2 separate regions of the Anas platyrhynchos genome follow, and region 2 is linked to region 1. Evidence: chromatin contacts called from public Hi-C data. All regions are on one chromosome and are shown on one strand. The core of a region is the stretch at or near the end of the contact, and the rest is flanking DNA. Distances in the headings are between cores, read along the strand shown.

Evidence for each region. Hi-C and Micro-C count contacts between places; a contact is called where the count stands out from the background.
Region 2: a contact with region 1 is called in a Hi-C map of subcutaneous adipose tissue, with 2.6 times the contacts expected there. The contact joins the promoter of CMAS here to the enhancer-like site in region 1. A contact is called at or near these places in 2 of 8 Hi-C or Micro-C datasets (liver and subcutaneous adipose tissue).

Annotation. Positions count from the first base shown.
Region 1 is chr1:75,925,872-75,932,475 of IASCAAS_PekinDuck_T2T, reverse strand. LDHB (lactate dehydrogenase B) reads left to right here. Exons shown (of 8, transcript XM_027449997.3): 5 at 1,686-1,859; 6 at 3,151-3,268; 7 at 4,093-4,216; 8 at 5,004-5,358. The coding sequence ends at 5,171. Among named protein-coding and RNA genes, the nearest start is that of LDHB, 8.3 kb to the left of the region's middle. Within about 2 kb of position 4,660, at least 2 of the 8 cell types and tissues checked have an H3K27ac peak or open chromatin away from gene starts, as enhancers often do. A contact at or near this core is called in subcutaneous adipose tissue, where this site is marked.
Region 2 is chr1:76,113,399-76,120,050 of IASCAAS_PekinDuck_T2T, reverse strand. It overlaps CMAS (cytidine monophosphate N-acetylneuraminic acid synthetase), which reads right to left and starts at 2,021. Exons shown (of 8, transcript XM_027449995.3): 1 at 1,784-2,021. The coding sequence starts at 1,944.

The sequences.
Region 1 (6,604 bases), core at 3,411-5,910:
AAGAGTTTCTTTGTGCTGAACAAAAATGATGGGCTAAATATTATAAGTTATGAAAGATAATAATTATGCTTGCTCACTTGTAAGTAATAACTACTAATTGCACCAGGAAAGCTTGGACATCTGGATGCCTAAAGCTGCTTATAAACATCAGTATGCTCTGTAGGAAGTCTCTGTAGGTCTGTCTTTGATGTTGAATCAAGCTGAATCAAGCAGAGTAAAGCCATTACTATAGAGCCGTGGCAATGAAGTGAGACTGCTTATAAGGCTGATCTGACAGTCAGAGCAGTGCATGTAAAACTACCAAATCATGGTGTTTAAAAATTAGCTAGTGTACAGGCAGTACTAAATACTGGTGTACCAAGCAAGTAGTTACTATGCAAGTACAATAACATGGCAATTTTAAACTTATCTAAAAATCAAGTCACAAATCAAATTGTTCCTGTTCTAGCAAGGCTGAATTCAAACTAAAGACCTGTCCTATAGCATAGCTGAGAACTGCACACTGCTTTTCTGGAGTTGTTTTGCTTTGCTTTCTCTCAGAATGTGTGGAATTGTCTTGTACAACTAGTGGGTGTAGTGGAAAGTACTGTGAGCGCATTAGAAAGGACTTCAGGAGCACTGGAATATGACAGATCTGTCTGGGCTGTAACTCTTAACACTGTCTACATCCTGTCCCAGGTGGAAAGCCCTACTGTTGATGAACAGTGAGATGACAAAGCTGTGCCCAGAACTGTGATGCATCTTGGCATCTGGAAGCCAGAGTGAATGTACTTATTTGAAAGGGAGGAGCTCCATAGTCTATACATAGATTGCTCTGGCCCTGGCAGGAACTGTGCCAATTGTGGCTCTAGGGAAGCAATGCCTAGTGGGTATGCCACTTGTAGTCTCAGTGCAGTTCGCACCTTCCTGTTATGTGCTTTCAGTGCCTGAGTAAATGATCTATATATAAATACATTCCTCCTGAGTACTGGTTTCTCCTTGAGTTTTGAAGTCAGAATTTATTGTTGTCTGATCATTATTGCTGCTTTGAGCTACAGAGATAGGTTGCAGCAGACAAGAAAAACCTTAACTGGTTTGTTTTTCTAAAACTATTTTTAGAGCCACATGCAGCCAAAGCATAGAGCTCATTTGGCTTTCCATACTAAAGAGGTATTCAGTGCAGAAACTGTTTAATGAAGATGTGTTCAATAAACAAACCTCAAGTAGTATATAATTTTCAAATTTTTATTGTAAATTGTTCTTGCCTCTTATTGTGAAGTGGAAGGTGGCATTACTTCAGGAAATCACTTGACTGTCTTTAGATGAAGAATTCTGTCTCAATTCCAGATGCCCTAGGGGTCTAGCTGTGACCAAAAAAAGCTCCTGCAGTTTTGGCTGGTAGGATATTTTATATCCAAAGGCCTTCCTTAATATGTTTTGAGTGGTAGCTAGATGGGTCCTGAACTTAGGTGATATATTCATCTTAATCCTGCAAATAGGATAGGTCTAAAATGTGAACAATGAGCCTGTCTGTGTCCTGGTTTCAGTTAGAACAGAATTAATTTTCTTCCTAGTAGCTGGTGGAATGCTGTGTCCTCTTTTTGTGTCCTCTTGATCGCCCTAATGATTGTAGTAAAGTGCTTGCTGGAACATTCTTTGTGGTATATGTGAACAGTTTCATTTACTATACATGCTCTTCTTTTTAGTTGATATATTAACCTATGTCACATGGAAGCTAAGTGGCCTGCCAAAACACCGTGTGATTGGAAGTGGCTGCAATCTAGACACAGCTAGATTCCGCTACCTGATGGCTGAGAGACTTGGTATCCACCCAACCAGCTGCCATGGCTGGATTCTAGGAGAACATGGTGATTCCAGTGGTAAGGAGCAGTTTTCACCACTTTGGGATTAAAAAACAGTGTTACAGACTGAGGCTGAATGTGTTATAAAAATCTGAAAACAGATGTGGCTGAGCTTGAGTGACTGGCACTATACTGTCACCTAATTAAGATCATAGGACAACAAAGTCCAGGAAAGTTCAGGAAATCTAGCTATGCCTCTTTCCTGAAAGTGATTCAGGATGTATAATTCAATCCTGAATTGAAAAGACCAGTGTTCACCAATCTCGTGCTGTGTCCTAAGGACTGTAGTTTACTACCTTATCCTTAGTTTTTGTGGATTACTCTAATATATGGTCTCCAACATGATTCTTTTCTGAAAGCAGTATTAGTTTGTACTAGGTGAGTGGCAGAAATTGTTGTAAATAATAGAAAAGGCTTACAATCCAGATTCAAGCTAACAACTATTCCTTCCCTTATTTTGTGATTCTCTTCCATGCTATTTAAAGAGGTTTTCAAAAGATAACTTTGGAAAATCATGAGATCAAAGAAGCTTATTCATCTTAGTTTTCATGTTTATTTCAAGTCTGAAAAGATGCAGCAGAACTTCTGTCCAGAAGATGGGTGCTGCTTTAAATTGTAGTACTGTTTTCGTAAGGGAGCCATATCTTCAATGGCACGTTGCATTTGATTAAAGTAGTGTCTGATCAACTACAGTACTAACTGAAGCCAGACCTGTGCTGTCACGAAAGCAGAACTTGGTTGAGTATACACAGAGCTTGTTCTGCTTCACTTTCATCTACTTTTGCTTTGAAGTAACTAGAAAATTTCCTGGTTACTGTGCAGGAACAGGGGAGAGTGCCTGTAAGCTTCTGATGTGAAGAGACTTGCAAATCCTTCTCTTGGTATTCTAAGTTTGCATATTGCTATCCCGTTATTCAGGGAAATAGAGTACAGTTCTTGGAGAATATCTTCATACTGATTTGTGGGACAGCAATTACATACTTTTGTAATTCTTGAATAAAGCTAGTTTTAAAAGGCTGAACAACTAAGATGTGCCTGTTTGCTCAAATTTGAGGTTTCTGACTTGAAAAGTACTTGTCCAGAGGACTCAAAGTTCTGTAGTTTAATCTGTACCAGTACTAAAATAATCTCAAACTTGGTGCCTAGAGTCTTCAGAGGTAACCATAGCTAAATTAAAATAGAAAACCTTCTTTTCAAACTATTGTGGTTCTAGCTGCTATGACTTTATTTCAAGTTTATATTAGTAAGTAATCCTCTACTTTGCTTAGTGAAGTGCTGTGAAAGCTTATGTCCTCTCTCTGTGTTGTAGTGGCTGTTTGGAGCGGAGTTAATGTGGCAGGCGTTTCTCTCCAGGAGCTGAATCCTGCCATGGGAACTGACAAAGACAGTGAGAACTGGAAGGAAGTCCACAAGCAAGTGGTTGAAAGGTACAGTAACTTAAGGAATTCTATGGATGCATTTGATACTAGAAATAGCATTTCTGCATGCTGCATCTCCATTCTGTTGCAGCTTTAATGCCCTCATATTAGGAGGGGTTACATAAGTGAAAGTACTAGTTTAAGCACAAATGCAGGATTTCAGTTGGTAAGCTTTATTTTCCTGCAGTGCTTACAACTCTTGTGCGATGTACCTACTTGAGTAGTGCAGGGCTTACAGAACCAGTATACACTTGCATTTGTGCAAGTAGCTTCTTACATGGCAATCCTTGTACAAAGGGAGCAAGACAGTAGGAAAAGGTGATATGTTTTTGTGAGCAGAGCATTGGAGTTGAGTCCTAGGAAAACTTTTGACAAATCACAAAAAAAGCTGATATTTATGTCCCTAATTTACCTGTCTCACTAAGGTGGTGTAAAGCTTTCAGACATTGGGTAAAACAACTAAGATGGGGGGGTGGTATGCAGCTCTATGTCTACTTCATCATTCTGAATACATTTGGAATATCTAAGCCATTGTCCTACTCATTTGAATAAGGAATCTGTTTTCTTTTGTTTTTCTACCTTTCACTAAAATAATAGTTCACACATGGAATCTACGAATCTTTTCTTCAGCTAAGAGAACAATAGGGTTTTGTAAATATACATATGGGGTAATGTAGACTTTATCTTTTATGCTGAAATGACTTAAATGTTTTAATCCTAAAACTTAGCATATCAGGGAGTTCTTCAAATGGGAAACCTTTGTTTATCTTAAGGTCTTCAATATACTTTTTGGAATACTAAATCTTAATGTGACTATTTTAATGTTTCCTTAGTGCCTATGAGGTAATCAGGCTGAAGGGGTACACAAACTGGGCCATTGGCCTTAGTGTTGCTGAGCTCTGTGAGACCATGCTGAAGAACTTGTGCCGGGTTCATTCAGTGTCAACACTGGTAAAGGTAAGAAATGGTGGCTAATTGGATCCTCTAGTTCATGTTTTCATTGTGGGAGAAACTAGACTATGAAAAGACTAAAACTGTCGGCGAGGTGATGTACAAAGGAAGCTTTGTTTAAAAAGTATTGAATTTGAAATGTTATACAGGGAACTTACTGTTTTAACTTTTTTCTCTTCTTAGCTTATCCTTAGAACAAGTCTGGAGCCAAACTAAGTGCTCTGTACTGTCTAGTACTGTATTACCCTTGTGTAAAGTTTGCTATGCATGGTATGCAGCTTCATTAAAAGAAAATCTCCATGCAAAAATACTAAACTTCAAAGAGGTCCAGCTGTGATTCCTCAAAACACCCCCTAGCAAAGGTGGTAGGGAAGAGCATGTCCTGTATAGCTGATATATAGTTGCCTGCATTTAGTCTGTACTAGTTGCATAATCCCACATGGAGGAAGGAATGTGAGCAAACTGAATTTACAGCTCCCTCTATAGTCAGGAAACAGAGTTGTCACTGCAACATACCATAATCCTGTATCTCTGAGATTTGTCAACTGCTTGTTGGATATAAACAAAATTGAGGCTTTTAGAGGTGGAATTTCTGAAGTCATCTATTTCAGTATTGCTATTTGGTTTTAAATAATAGCTTTTTGTACCTTCAAATACATTGACTGAACTTTCTGCAGGCTGTAAAATAAGCCTGCTTTCTGCAGGTTTTAAGACCTTCTATCGGAAAGATTCTTGACATGCAAATCTGGGGTTATGGGTTTCTGTCAGTAATGTACTATTTTGTTTGTTGCAGGGCACGTATGGCATTGAGAATGATGTCTTCCTGAGCCTGCCTTGTGTCCTAAGTGCCTCTGGATTGACCAGTGTCATCAACCAAAAGCTGAAGGATGATGAGGTGGCTCAGCTGAAGAAGAGTGCAGATACATTGTGGAGCATCCAGAAAGATCTCAAAGATATGTAATTAACAAGTGTTAAATTCCAGCAATAGAAAAACAGCGTGTTGTGTGCAAATGTGGGCGCTCTACTCACTATACATCTCCATGGTTAACATTTAATGCTCTTCCAGACTGAGCTTTTGTCCACAGTAGCTAAACTTATGCTTGCTGTAACGCACAGACCTTATGAACAAATAAAGTAACTTTCAGGCATGTTTTGTTGTCCTAGTGACTTATTTCTGGTATTTCTAGTTTCTTCTAGATAAAGCATTCTACTTTCATGTAGTCTGTGGCAGACACTAAAGGATAGATGTGTGGTTATAAGGTTAAAAACAATGTAGTCACCTGTGGTGAGATTTCACTAATACAGTCTTACTGGAAGCTGTTTCTGTATGATATTTTCAGTCCATATAATCATTTAAGTGTAGCTTATGTCCAAATTCTTTTCTGATATTTTTACTGCTGAGTAGAAATTGAATAGGGGGTTTCCCTGTGGGCCACCCATCAAAAATATGCCAACGTTAAGGTCTTGTTTACCACTACCCTACAGAAACCTAGAGAAAGGGTCCTATAGATCTAGAAACCTGCTGTGGGAAAAACACTGTTTACATTTATCTTACGTTAGATTCACTTATTTGCCTGTTACTGATGTCTGTTTTTCAGTGATGTTTTGTATCAGTAAACTTCTCTTGATTACTGAAGTCCCAGTGTTTAGTTGGGCTGGAGTCTTATGGTCATAGATTTGGGCCTTAAACTGCTGTGTCCAATTTTGGAAGCCATACAAATGTTATAGAGAACAGATTGCTGAAATATCCTTAAGTTTTGTTTTCTAATTGTTTCTGTGCACTTACAGAATTGACAATAACCATAAAATAAATAAAAGGCTGAGATAAAAGGGTGATAAAAGCAAGTTGCTGAGAATTAAACTCCTTTATTTGTGACACTTACTCTGAACAACATTCATGAAATATCCCAATACAGAAAGACCTGGGGGAGGGAGGGGGGGTGAGCAGAGACTTGGAATAATGAAGGGTGTCAGTGGAGGACACTCACACAGCTTCATGCTGTTCCCTTGGGTCCTACTGCTGGTCACTAGAGAGAAGAGACCAGTGTCTCCTGCTTTTGACAAAGCTCTTGATCACAATGAGGCTGCCTATCAGCCTTCTGTAAACCAAGCTTGTACCACAGGGTCTGGCTGGCCCTTTCAGCTGCCAGGGCAACTTTGCTCAGATAAAAGATAAAACTTATTCTGACTGCTAAGCCAGTTGTCTGAGGTTTGGGCAGTTGTGAGTGTTCAGTGCTCATGTTTATTATGTGATTTTTTTTTTTTTGGCCTCTGTCCTCTGGAAATTGCTGATTTCACGAATTTATCAGCAGGAAGGTCCTTTTGCTACTTAATTTTTTAAGCAGAAGTCAAAATGACACTTTCATTTTGTTTGCTTAGTGATTCTTTAATACC
Region 2 (6,652 bases), core at 772-3,271, 190 kb before region 1:
CATAAAATTCAAAGTTGTAACTAGAAGAAAAATCTATTGCCAGCATGCCACAATGTTAGGCATGCTAAAAGATCATTGTATTATGACTGGTTTGAGTGATGTATTCAAAATCACTGCAGAGTTCAGAAACAAGGCTAACAGTAAGTAAAAATGCCACTCAGTTAGACAAATAGCTTATCCTGCAATCATTTTAAAATCTATCAGTTAGGCTCCATACAGTCCCAGGGAAAGAACTGTTCAAGTTACAACTGTGTGTGTTGTGGCACTGAAAACCTTCAATACTAGCAAGGCAAGACTGTTGTGCGTCAGAGATAATAAACATTTACAAAAGGAAGGACAAAGTCTGAGTATCATGTGAAGGTAAACACTACCTTAATACTGCAAGGTGGCTGCTGCCATTATTATGACAAAAAAGCATAGGAGATGCAGAAAAAAAAATGAAAAAAACTTTATTCTCTCAGCAATAACGGCATTCTCAGTGCACTGCACATAGCAAGTGGTGCTTTAGTTAAACTTTTCCATTCAAAAACATCATGAGATTATCAGAATCTGTGTATAACAGTGACAGCAATATCAAATCACACCCACGTAAATGAATGCGGAAGATGTATTTTCTGTAACCTCTTTCAGCGTAGCTAGTTTAAACATACCCTACCCATTTGACTAACAGTGTTTTGCTGTGTAATGTGTACACTGTCAGCACAGCTGCTTCAAAAGGGACTTGAAAACCCATCACACTTTCATCTAACACACCTGTTATGACTCACTCCTATCAGGAAAATTCAAGTAGAAACATGGAGGTCACTCAAACCCTCATATTCATAACAGGTTGTTAAACAATATGGATTCACCTGCATGAAGTTATTATCAATGATCTAGGTCAGAAATGTTTTAACTGTTTCTTTATTAAAAATAAAGCCACAGATGCTTACTGTACTTTTCAGACTATGGTAAGGTTTTATGGGATAATAGTACAGTAGCTATGGGATATGGCAGATTTGTGCATACTTCCAGCTCTGCATCTGGTCAGGCTACATTTGTACACTTTACTATAAAACCTGAACTTCAAGTCCCTGCTCCTAACATAACACAGAAGGGTTGTACCAGGAAGTTGCACCTAAGCGTGCTACGTACCAAGAGTATCCTAACCACGCACTAGTTTTGATTACAGTTACTAGTACGTGTGAGGAAAATTCTCATGTTTCTTCTGGTAGAATGAAAGAAATTCGTAATGCCCACGTTCTTAGCACAACTGATGTGTTTGCTTCTATGTGACTAATGGTTGCTGCCAAAGTTTCACACACTTTGCCACAAAGTGAGCTCCTGCTTCTGAGCACACAATTATTTCCTTCTCTTTGGCAATTCTGGGACTTTCTCTGCCTCCACGACTCTGGGAACTTGGAGAGGCTGACAGAAGCACGCTCCCTCAGCCTTACACAGCGCAGGCAGGGGGATGATTTTACTGCTGTCTTCGCATACATAGCACGAAGGCACAAGGAAAACCGAGCAACATTTTTTGGGCACGCGCAGCACTAGGACACCCTGCAGGACCACAAACGCCACTTGAGATGTCGCAGCTCTGTCACAACGAGGGCAACCAGCCTCGGGCCACCACCCCTGACACCCTTCCTGCTCCCGGCTCCCCAACCCCCGCAGCCCCACGCTGGCTCCCGAGGGCACAGCACCCCGCCGGCACCGACCCTGCCTGGGGGTAACGGCCCCCGCCCACCCTCACACACCCAGGGGGGTTGGGGGGGGGGGGATGCGGAGTGCGCATGCGCACCTGTGGAAGACGCCGGCGTCCAGCGCGGCGCGCAGCACCCAGCCGACGAGCGGCACGCCCGCCAGCAGTTTGATGTTCTTCAGCGGGATCCCCTTGCTGCCGCCGCGCGCCAGCACCAGCGCGGCCAGGTGGGCGCGCGGCCGCGCCTCGCCCGCCTCCATGCCGGGCGCCCTTCCCGCTACTGCGGCTGCATGATGGGAAGTGTAGTCCCGCTCCGCGCCTGCGTGTGCGCAAGAGGGCGGCCGTTGGGCGGGGACGTGAGGGAGGCTGGGAGGTGGCGTGGCGGCTGGGGCAGGGCGGGGCGTGGCGGGGCGGGGCGGGGCTGCCCTGGCAGCCTGGGGCTGAGCACGCCTGCAGGCCGCGTCAGGAGTGCTGCGTGGCCCTCAACTGACTGGATTCAGCAGCTTTCCGTCAGCTGCCAGCATAAATCTTCAAACTTTCACGTCCTTCCCGTGGGGAGAGCGCCGGCAGAGGGCAGAGTAATCACGCCGGAGCCTTTTGACATGAGAACATAAACCAGTCCTCGCTTGTTTTCCACCTGCTAATAACCGCGTTAAGCGTAAAACTACGCCCCAAGTTCTAAGAATTCACCTCTAGAAACCGGATGGATAAGATAAAGTGATGCACTACCAATGCTATACTGCCACAGAGGAAATTGCTTTTTAATACAATCTGGAAAACAGGAAGTAGAGGCTGTTGAGCAGCATTATGAAGTCAGTCCTGGAGACTCGCGTTTTCAGCCCATCACGGGAACGTGTCCCACATTTTGCTGAAGTTGTCCTCAGGTTATCTGAGATGTGTCACAGAGCAGATGGAGCTTGTCTACCGCTGCGAGGGGAAACACTCCCAGTTATATTCAGCTCTAGGAACACATTAAAAAGAATAATCGCTGGGGTTTTGTTCTTTCTGAAGAGGACATCTGTTCAATGAAACACAGCAAAGAGATCATATGCTCTATTAAATCTCTTTCTGAGCTTCTTAGATAGCTGCTACAATAATCAAAATGCCTACACATTAAGTAGGATACCTGCCAGAATAATCAAAATGCCTACAAGTTAAGTAGGAATGGGTTGAAAAGATTTGTCTTTTGGTTCATCACCTTGTGAAAATTGGATGATTTAATGGCAAAGATACTTGAACTTCATAATTCAGTTTGGTACTTTCTCATAATCCAGGGATATCCTAAACAAGGAGCCAATTCTGGTTCACCTTTTATTTACAAAGAAAAGAAATGACATTAGAAGATCTAGCATGCATCATAGCTTTTCTAGATGGGGTGCATCTAGTAAGAATTTTTATTACAGGTCTGTACATAATTAAAACCTGTTTGTATTTTTCCCTTCACACCAAAAGCACGTCTTTTACTCGTGGGGCTGGAATGGTCCTCAAGTTGATATCTTAAATACTGTTGCCTTTCTTCATAGACATGTACCTAACCCAGTCTTTTAGACTATCAGTACTCCAGGCAATCTTGAGAAACATATGATAGCAAAGCCTTTCCTAATCTTTACTGAATCTTCCTTTCTGCAATGTTAGCCCATTAATTCATGTCTTATCTAGAACAGATATTCAGAATAGTTTTATTTCCTATCTCTCTATAACAGGCATATGCATATTTGAAAATAGACACCATCTCAATTCTTAGACTTTTCCTTTTTAGGAGCAAGTTACCTTCATTTAGTTCAAATCTTCAGGCTTCTGATCATCCCCATTATTCTCAAGAATGATGATAATGTAGGACTCAAAATTAAACAGAACATTGCAAGTGAGAGAAGCAAAAGTACCAGTACCTCATGTACCTTGAAGGTTGTATTCTCATTTGTACATCTCTAGTTTTCCTTTTCTTGCACAATATTGACGTAATTCAGCCAGTGATTCACTTTGGCCTAAGATTTGCTCCTGCAAGAGCTGATACATAGCCAGATGCTTCCAAGCTGTGTCTTTGCATCTGGCAATACCTGCCCAAATGCAGTATCTTGCATTTGCTCCTACAGCAACCAGTTCTGTCCCCACCTTAAAATATTTTCATGTAAACCATGTTCCCCTAGTTTATATGAAAGACATGTGCGACATTGTCATGACTTTTAACTAAAGATATCCATCCTCTTGTAGCTGTAAGCCTAGTTTTTAAGATTGACTTTATAATTATTTGACTTGTTCCAATTAAGCTATTACTGACTGTTAGACTAACGGCCCAAATGCATCTATATCAACATTTTTGTTCAAAACAAGAGTACACTTCTGAATTGAATCTCAAAGCACATAAACTATTACTGTGTCACACTACTTGCTAAAGCACGTTTGGATAGTTTCCAGGCTATTCCCCCCACCCCCACCCATTTTTAACATATGTGGCATTTTATGCTTTATGGGCTTGATAACACTGAGATTTCAGCAGACAGCTGATTTAGTATCCAAAGATGAAACTCTGAGCTAGTCTGAGTATATATTACTAACCTAAACATATTTTGACTTGTTTCTTCTGTATTTGTACTGGCAGCTTGCTCCTGAAGGGACTGTGTGGGTTATAACACTCTGAGATAAGAACATTTGCTATTCTAATAATAGAGCAGTGGAGAACAAAACAAAGAATACAATGCTATGCTTTCTGTTTCTTTGGAGCATGTACTCTGTTTTATGTAATCATGAAATGGCCTGCAGGCACAGGTTTCCCAGAATGGAGGAAAGGGTTTCAGCTCTCCCATCACTGCTAGCTAATGCAGCACATATTCCCACATCACATAATGTGGTTGTGGTCTTGTGACTGTACAGCCTGCCCACCCCTACTCCTATCATGTCCAACTATCCTTGAACAATGAGCCCCAAACTGGCTCATTTCAAGGAAATACTGATAAGCTAGCAAAAGTAGGGGGAATAAATCTATTTTAAAAACATGTTCCATGTCATGCTATTCCACTGGGGATAATAAAATCTGCAAATTTCCTTTCTGGCCATAGTTCAGTTGCTATAAACTATCACACTGTAGTTTTGCTTTAGAAAGAAGTCCATTCATTCACATCTGTGCATAAGAGCAGGGAGACAAATGAACAAAATTGAAGGTATTAGGTAGATCTGTGCTGAGCTGTTACTGTGATCACTGTTCAAAGGTTATGATCTACTAACAGGCAGCACGCTGTGGACCTTAGCACAATGCCTATTAATCTCTTGGATGTTTAGAGCAATACTTTGTTACGCAGTATGTGACTATTAAATACAATGTGTTTCAAGCATGGCTGAACAAGAAACCTCATCCTAATGAGTGCCCGGGTATGCATTCAAACTAACATCCTCTGAACGGCCAGTTGTGACATCTACCCTGCCCTCCATCTTCTGAACTGCCAGTCAGTCATGAGTCTGTTCACAGTGATTGCAACACTGTTCTTAGTCTGTAAGATGGGAAAAGTGTCTAACAGTGGTTCTCTGAAGCTCACATTGGAGCTTCGTGAGTCAGAGCCTTTCTGGTATGTTGGTGAAAGCCTGACTCCTTAATAACAATGGTAAGACTGCCATTGACCTAACGGGCCAGGAGTAAATTTGTGTGCATGAAGTGTAGTTCAGTGTCAGTAGGGCCATGCAGGTGGCTCCAATTGCAGGCTCCTATTTTTTCTGGGACATACCTAACTTAATAAGTGCTACAGAAACAGATCAGAAAGACTCAATGAAAGCATGTGTTGGAAATCTCTGACTCAGAATCTCCCTCAGATTTTGGGAGATTCTGCTACATCTGGATCATATGGAAGTTACTCTTTCTTTGCCTTTCTCAGGTACAGGAAAGCTGAGAGGCTCAGATCTTGCCTTCCCTGCACTGAACTGTGGATACCTCCAGTGGAGTCTGTGGAGTCAATCACTAATGCTAGGGTCAAAACAATACAAAGGAAATAAGGAATTGGCCTCAGGATGACGAGCAAATCCCCTGTTCTTGCTATTGGAAGTTTCATGCAAATTTTGGGCTGTCCATACATAAGAGCTAGATAAATAAATATTAACATGGGTTTATAAAAAAAGCCAACTCTCAAGGGTCTAAGAATTCTCTAAGTCACCTCTGAAAAGCAGACTGAAAGGAATACAGTTGCTTGGAGCTTACACTTGACTTGGTGTATTACTTAGACTTTCTGAAGAGAAAATGGAGCAAACTGCTCTGCTGAAACATACTGAAATGCACTGTGTTTAATTAAATTCTGGCTAGATGGATTAGGTTCCCTATGGCCATCTGATGTACACAGAAGAAATCAGAGAGACCTGAAATGTGGATAATTAACAGTAATTTCAAAATGTTTAAGTGAACTCTTCATTGTTATTGCTTTGACTTTTTCATTATTATTGCTATGACTATTAAATTATTTGACAAATGGTGTTGATACTACCTGCCTGCCTATGAATATTAAGTATTGTAATAACAGCAGTAATTTATATTTATTTTTTACTTTAAGAGAATCCAAGCCATTTTGCAAATCAAATCATTTATGTTGCAGATGTTTGTACTTATACTTATTTTTCAGTTTTGTGGCTTAGATTCACCCTGCCTAAATCCGGGCCTCTAACTGAGGCAATAAACTAGCAGTCTGCATACCTTAGATATATACCTTCCTTGTATGGCCAAAAAAAACCAACACCATAATTTCAAATATCCTTCAAAAGGTATCTTTAAAGAATGCTCTAAAACACCTAATCTTTGAATTTCTCTCTACACAGGGTACATCAGAAGGTTGCGTCAGCTGGAAAATGAGTTTTAGTGATGCTCATTATCCCATCATACTTAGCTTTTTCAGATGCCAGGTTAGTGTGTCCTGATTGTATAGGTGTACTGGGTCTGGCTGGGATGGAGTTAACTTTCCCCACAGCAGCCCATACAGTGCTATGCTCTGCATG